Linked DNA regions of Danio rerio: region 1 is linked to region 2. Evidence: chromatin contacts called from public HiChIP or PLAC-seq data. All regions are on one chromosome and are shown on one strand. Each heading gives the region's core, a stretch centred on a gene start, on an enhancer-like site or on the middle of the called end of the contact. The rest is flanking DNA. Distances are from core to core; before and after follow the strand shown.

Evidence for each region. HiChIP or PLAC-seq counts read pairs in DNA pulled down with a chosen protein or histone mark.
Region 1: a contact with region 2 is called in an H3K4me3 HiChIP or PLAC-seq map of embryo, with 4 times the contacts expected there. The contact joins the promoter of srsf5a here to the promoter of dcaf5 in region 2. A contact is called at or near these places in 2 of 4 datasets of contacts at active chromatin or transcription factors (embryo and gastrula embryo).

The regions. Positions count from the first base shown.
Region 1 is chr13:39,999,149-40,002,950 of GRCz12tu, forward strand. srsf5a (serine and arginine rich splicing factor 5a) reads right to left here and starts at 1,996. Exons shown (of 8, transcript NM_200867.1): 1 at 1,978-1,996; 2 at 1,184-1,334; 3 at 1,020-1,090; 4 at 757-870; 5 at 611-680. The coding sequence starts at 1,309. It overlaps LOC794838 (deubiquitinase DESI2), which reads right to left. Exons shown (of 7, transcript XM_073920182.1): 7 at 2,343-3,802.
Region 2 is chr13:39,902,953-39,906,706 of GRCz12tu, forward strand. It overlaps dcaf5 (ddb1 and cul4 associated factor 5), which reads right to left and starts at 1,843. Exons shown (of 8, transcript NM_001077552.1): 1 at 1,463-1,843. The coding sequence starts at 1,670.

The DNA of each region.
Region 1 (3,802 bases), core at 746-3,245, 96 kb after region 2:
AAACGACCTCGGAATCGACCCATCCGGCCTCCGTAAGAACGGACCCCACCAGAGAGAGAGAGAGAGGATGGGGGAGGGGCCAAAACCCTGCACCCCTCCCCGCTTCAGCACCAACAGAATAAGACCCAAACATCAGATCGGAGGGGATGGAGCAGATCTGACATCACAGACCCTCCAGAGAGCGGCTACCCAGCTCCTCTAAGGCTATCCTGTGCTACGGCTCTGTTTGGAGCTACGGACCCAGCCAAGACTTAGACCGGCAGACATTGCATGACGGGTGAGGCACCACAGGGACACTATTGAGAACACAACCAGGGGAGGGCGCTATGCACCTCGCAGGCTGTGCATGCAACTCCAATTAAAGAATACCAGAGCACAGCTGTTAAAGAAAAGGTTTGAAAAACATGGGTCTGGGTTAGAGAACCTTTCAGCATTCAAATCATCATTTATGTAAGGTTTGGCTGAGGTGAAGAGTAAATTCCAGTTTAACAGTAACAATAACTATTGCTTTGTGTGCTTGTACTGATGTCAATGGCAAACGAAATGCAGAGTTGATGAAACGCTTACAACAGTAGGCCACTATGCCACTCTGATAGTGCGGGGAGCTCACCTGCCAGCTGATGCGAGAGGAGAGATTCTCCACTATGATTCTGTGCTCTGTGCGCACTGGTGGTCCATACCTGTGAAAAGGGCAGGGGTCAATTCGAAGGACTGAATCATACGGGAAAAATACCAGTACTCAAAACGCAAACAAACCTGGAACCGCCACTGCGGGACTGACGATAACCTCCAAAGCGTGGAGAGAAACGACCTCCCATTCCTGGGCCACCACCTCTTCCTCTGCGAGAGCGGGCATGCTCAATGGTCACCCTAGAGTCAAGACAGCAGCATTAAGCAACAGTGAAACAAAACTGATCTATTGTTATGCTAACAGTCAACAAAACTCATGGGATATTTCAATGAAAATTATTTTCATGACTCGTTAAAACCAGTGTACGCAGCACTGGATTCAGTCTCACCTCTCACTGCACAGCTCTTTGCCATTCAGTTCATACACTGCATCATCTGCATCCCTGTAGTCGTCAAACTCCTGTAAACAAAAACAGACAGCAGGGGGCAGTAAGACACTGACTTCACTTGCACGTCTCAAGCAAAAAAGACCCTCAAGTGTCTTAATACTCACCACAAAGCCAAACCCGTTTTTCAGGTTAATCTCTCGGATACGTCCGTAGCCTTTGAAGAACTTCTCCACATCTCTTTCACGAGCATGAGGGCTCAGACGGCCAATAAACACACGACATCCACTCATGGTGATGAAAGTTTTTTTTAAATATCTGGGTTTAGAGAAAGGCAAGTTAAATCAACAGTTTGGCAACAACTATGAACTGTATGGAGAAAAAAAAAGTTCACGCGCCGCCCTGTTGGTCATTAACAGAATAACCGCTGGATAATCATTTGTAAAAGTCCAGTCAGTCCATGTAAATCATTAATAAACATCACGACAAACTATACGTGAATCTAGGACAAAAAAGGGTTTCTGCTATACCCGGTCCTCCAACAAACATTGCGTGAGCAACAACGGCTTTACTGAAGCGTTTGATTTCCCGCTTACGTTACAAAACGGCACGTTTCTCTGCAGAACTTCATAATTTGTATTTAAACAATTACTACACACACTGCAACGGTAGGTTACTGAAAACACAAATTGATACTAAGTTACAAATAATAAATTCTACAAAAAAGTTTAATAACTTTGAGAAAATAATCCGCATCTAACGTGACAAACACGCACCAGCCTCGCGGCCGAGGCCTAGCCCACATGCGCAGAAACATTTACTTCGATGTCAAACCATAAAAACAAACCAAAAACGTTAAAACGAAGAACATTTGCAGCAATAAATCTAACATGAATAACAAATCTAACAATATAACTAAAATAAAAGATGATAACTAAGGAAATCAGCTACGTCCTCTCACCTCTGGATACCGAACAAAATGGCGTTGGCCTCGATACTGGAGAACGCGGCCACGCGCAGAAGTATATATATGCGTGTTCACGCGCGGGGGGAGGGTAAAGGCGAGGCTCGTGCATGCGCACGTAAACCCATCGAAATAGGAACCCATCTATGGTTTCAATTTCACATACATACACTGGTTGTGGTTCGTCACAACACAGCCCTTGGTTTATATTCAGTTGTTAACGTTAGCCTATATTTTATACTTTAGCATCTGAAGTCAGTTTATGGAGGATTGATCTAGTCTGGAAGTTATCAGGAAACTGGAGACAGACATCACATGAGCTAAGCAAAGGAAGAGTCACATGAGAACAATGACTCTTGGGATTAGGTGTGAATTAATTTAATCAATGTTTAAAAATAATACAGAAATGAGCATCTCCACCCAGTGACAGCAATGAAGTTCTGGAGAAAAACACTTTTAATTTCTTTATTCTCTAATCATCTGTAAATATCTGAAATCATCCATCACATCAAAACAAGAAGTACTAATCGAGGCTAGAAATGGCATCAGTGGGGAAAGCCTATAAAACGAGTCTTGCTGAACTAGTAAAAGATCACAGTTGTGGACTAAATAAAACAAAAATAACATTATAAGAATCAGGCTCTAACGGTTGATAAGATCTTTGACAAAACAACAGTAAATAATCATATTCCAAATATAAAATTCAATTATATAAATACGTCTCCAAATACATCCCACAGATTTGACACCCATGTTGCCACCTACAATGCCATGCCATCCTGAGAGACAGAGGGGAATATGGGCTTCTAGAAGAGATTTGCAAATAGAGAAGCAAAATGGCACAGAAGCATCAAAATAATACTGAAAGACGAATCATTTACTCTTATATATACCATAGTCAGGGTATACCACATTTTTAATATTTATAATTTATAATGAAGATTGCCGTTGACCTTTTTTAGCTGACAAAATTTTCTACCACTGTTTGTGGTAAGTTTTAAAATTGCCAAATTACCGACCCATTGAACAAACTGTACAACTGTTTGACAACAAAAATTTGATATTGTGCACACCTTAACTAAGGTCTAAAGCCTAAAAAGGCCTTTAGTTGTGGCCTTCAGTTGAAAACAATTCACTACTTTTAAAATCTGAACAGATTTTAAAACACTAGGCATCATACACTTGCTTTGTTACAGAGAAAATCTGGGCATCATACATTAAGGAGTACATGTACCACCAGACTGAACACACACACAGAAACGTGTGTCATTAAACCAGGGCTTGTTCGATATCCCCCAACTTGGATGTAATCATAATCTGAAGCTTTTTTTTTACTCTTCAGACTGGCTTTGGTTTTTGGCAATTGATGCTGACTCTTCCAGACATAGAACCGGGGAGTATGTCTGTGCAAATGTAGCAATGTGTGATTACTGGACTATTTATTCAGCCTGTACGTTTAAAAGGCAGATAGCACAATACTGAAAGCCAAGAGTGACCATTAACACCTCTGCAACACACATTCCCTCTCTTCTTAACCACTCAGCTGTTGCATTCAATCACAACACAGTAAGACAGTACTGATACCAGAACTGATGTGCAGACCACACCCACACTTACCCACCCTACCCCCTCAACATCAGCCGCACAAATGCCCCCTTTGTGTCCTCAACGACAGGGCAACAGCACTCTTTTGTTTCAGCTGAGTCCAGCATATCAATGGCTTACAGTTAAAAGGCTGCAATTTCCAGCTGCGGTCAGTGGTTTCGTCGGCCCTTTTCAAAGTAAATTCATCAAAAACCTTGCACCAAAATATAAAAAATAG
Region 2 (3,754 bases), core at 593-3,092:
AAGCGTGGTAAACAAGTTGTGACTAAATGAATGTGCGAATTAAAAACAACTTTACCTCAATCAAATTAAGCTGTCAGAAATGATTCTGAACTCCAGTTTATGGCTTCATTTCTCATTTGAGATAAAGTTGTTTTAATATTCGCACATTTGTCCAGTGACAACTTGTGACATGCTCCCTACATTGTTTCGTTGAAATTGCAATGCAAACATGACTTTATATGATAGTCATTGGCTAATAACATGCGCTCACTATTCCGAATTTTAATATTATAATATTAAGGAGAAAGTCCTAATACAAGGCTAATTTCACCCCAATATGCTTATTGAGGTAAAGTCCAAACTAATTTGGAATATTCGGTCTGAAATCACATGCAAGTATGACTTGAAATCAACAGCAGCATTATTTATTTGACTGTGCACAATGTTGTACTTTGATAGTCAATGGCTGCTAATAGGATTTCACCACTTAGAATTTGCAAAGGAAGACTTTTCTGAAATGATATTATTAGGGAGAATGTCCAAATGTGCAAATACAAAACTGTCACCCCCAATATGCTTTTTAAGGTAAAGTTGGTTTTATATTATCATATTTGTCCAGTGAGAACTTGTGACATAGTACCTACCGTGTTTACCAAGCTACTTTGGAATATTCGGTCTGAAATCATGACTTTAAAACAACACTAGCACCATATATTTGACTGTGAACAATGTTGTTGCCTATTTTGATAGTTACTGACTGCTAAAGTGATTTCATTATTTAAAATCTGCAAAGAAGACTTTTATGAAATTCTCCTTGATAATATAAAGTCCAAATCTACTCCAATATGCTTTTTAAGGTAAAGTTGGTTTTATATTCACACATTCGTCCAGTGACAATTTGTGACACGCTCCCTACATTGTTTACCAAGCTACTTTAGAATGTTCAGTCTGAAAACGCATGTAAACATGACTTTAAAACAACACTAGCACTATCTATTTGACTGTGAACAATGTTGTACTTTGATAGTCATTGGCTGCTAAAATGATTTCATCATTTAGAATTTGCAAAGACTTTTCTGAAATTATAATATTAAGGAGAAAGTCCAAATGTGCAAATCCAAAACCAACTTCACACCAATATGCTTATTGAGGTAAAGTTAGTTTTATATTGGCACATTTGTCCTGTGACAACTCGTGACACAGTACCTACATTGTTTCCCAATCTACTTTGGAATATTCGGTCTGAAATCGCATGTAAACATGACTTTAAGACAACATTAGCACTATTTATTGACTGTGAACAATGTTGAACTTTGATAGTCATTGGCTCCTAATATGATTTTAAAGAAGACTTTTCTGAAATTATATTATTAGGAAGGAAGTCCAAAAGTGCGAACATAATACCAACTTTACCCCAATACGCTTCCGTTAGCAACTGCTACCTGCCGCTGACCCACATTCAGCGAGAACCGGAGAATCTTACCGGACACCAGCCACTGGCCTCCATTGTTGGAGAACTCGATGGCGTTGACGCAGCCGAAGTGTCCGAGCATGTCCTTCTTGTAGAGGCTAGAGCAGCCGGACAGTCTGCGGCGCTGGAACTCCTCCTTCAGCTGCGGGTGTCCGTCGATCGTCCTGCGGGAGAGAAACCCGACGGCGCTCCGCATGCTGCAGCCCCGCGCCTCCTTCATCTCTCCGCCACAAAATGAGTGTCGACGCCGCCGCTAGAGTGTCCCGGCCGGCATGGGCTTGAGCTCGGGTCTGGTTCGGTGAACTGTAGCTCGGCTAGACGGACTACTTTTTACATGTTTGCTCGGTAAAGCGTGAAAGTGCGCAGCAAAAACAGAGGCTTGTTTAGAGTCCCACCGACCGCCGGCACTTCCTGCTCCGGTGCACGGCTGATGACGTCACGAGAAGAGATCGCTTTAAGTTCATTGTAGCAAAAAATAACATGATGCATGAAAACTGATGGAAACGTTTCCGAGTGTTTATATAAGATGATATGAGATACCTATACTACTATTGTGAATTCGCAAATCTCTAAATAAAAATGTTTAAAATAAATATTAAAAATATATTTGAAGACTTCTTTTAAGTTCCAAAAGACTAAACTTTCATGATCTGACATCTTTATACTTCACCACTCTTTTTCAGAACACTGGATTACCATTTCATTCATTTCAAGTATAATAGAATTTTGTCATCTTGTCTTGGCCTACATAAAGGGTTCGTGTTAACTGCAGGTGGTTTTTATCATATGATTCTGTTTATTCATTTTCTTTTTGGCTTAGTCTCTTTATTATTCTGAGGTCACCACAGCGGAATGAACCCCTAACTTATCCAGCATGTTTTACGCAGCAGATGCCCTTGCAGCCACGCAACCCATCACTGGAAAACATCCCCACACACCCATTCACACACAGACTACACTACGGACAATTTAGCCTACCCATATCACCTGTACTGAATGTCATTGGACTGTGGGGGAAACCGAAGCACCCGGAGGAAACCCACGCAAACACGGGGAGAACATGCAAACTCCACACAGAAACAGCAACTGACCCAGCCGAGGCTCGAACCAGTGACCTTCTTGCTGTGAGGTGATTGTGCTACCCACTTTTTTAACCCATAAATAAATGCAGTGTAAATAGACATTATAAAAACTGTTTATATGATATTTTACTAATATTAATATAGCTTAATTCTGATACTTCGTGGCATAGATTCAACAATGTTCTGAAAATATTCCTCAGAGATTTTGGTCCATATTGACCTGATAGCATCACGCGGTTGCAGCAGGTTTGTCATCCCAGATGTGCTCCATTGGATTGAGTAACTGTGGAGGCCATTTGAATACAGTGAACTCATGATGATTTATCACATGGCGCTTTATCCTGCTGGAAGTAGTCATCAGAAGATGGGTACACTGTGGTCATAAAGGGATGTACATGGTCTGCAAAAATCCCCCACACAATTACACCACCACCACCAGCCTGAACCGTTGAAACATGGCTGAATGGATCCATGCTTTCATGTTGTTGACCCTAAATTCTGACCCTACCATCAAAATGTTGCAGCAGAAATCGAGCCTCAACAGACTAGGCAACGTTTTTCCAATCTTATATTGTACAATCTTGGTGAGCCTGTGCATATTGTAGCCTCAGTTTCCTGTTCTTAGCTGACAGGAGTGGCAACCAGTGTGGTCTTCTGCTGCTGTAACCCATCTGGCTCAAGGTTGGACGTGTTGTGTGTTTAGAGATGCTCTTCTGCATACCTCGGTTGTAACGAGTGGTTATTTGAGTTACTGTTGCCTTTCAGCTGGAACCAGTCAGGCCATTCTCCTCTGGCATCAACAAGGCATTTGCACCCACAGATCAGCCACTCACTGGATATTTTAAATCAGCAGTTTCTGAAACACTCAAACCAGCCAGTCTGGCTCCAACAATCTTGTCACGTTCAAAGTCACCTAAATCACTTTTCATCCTCATTCTGATGCTTAGTTTGAACTGCAGCAGATCGTCTTGACCATGTCTACTTGCCTAAATGCATTGAGTTGCTGGCATATGATTGGCTGATTAGAAATTTGTGTTAATAAGCAGTTAGACAGGTGTACCTAATAAAGTGGCCGTTTTGTGTGTGTGTGTGTGTGTGTGTGTGTGTGTGTGTGTGTGTGTGTGTGTGTGTGTGTGTGTGTGTGTGTGTTTGTGTGTGTGTGTGTGTGTGTCTGTGTATGTATGTATATATCTATACATTTATTTATATATATTAACACATT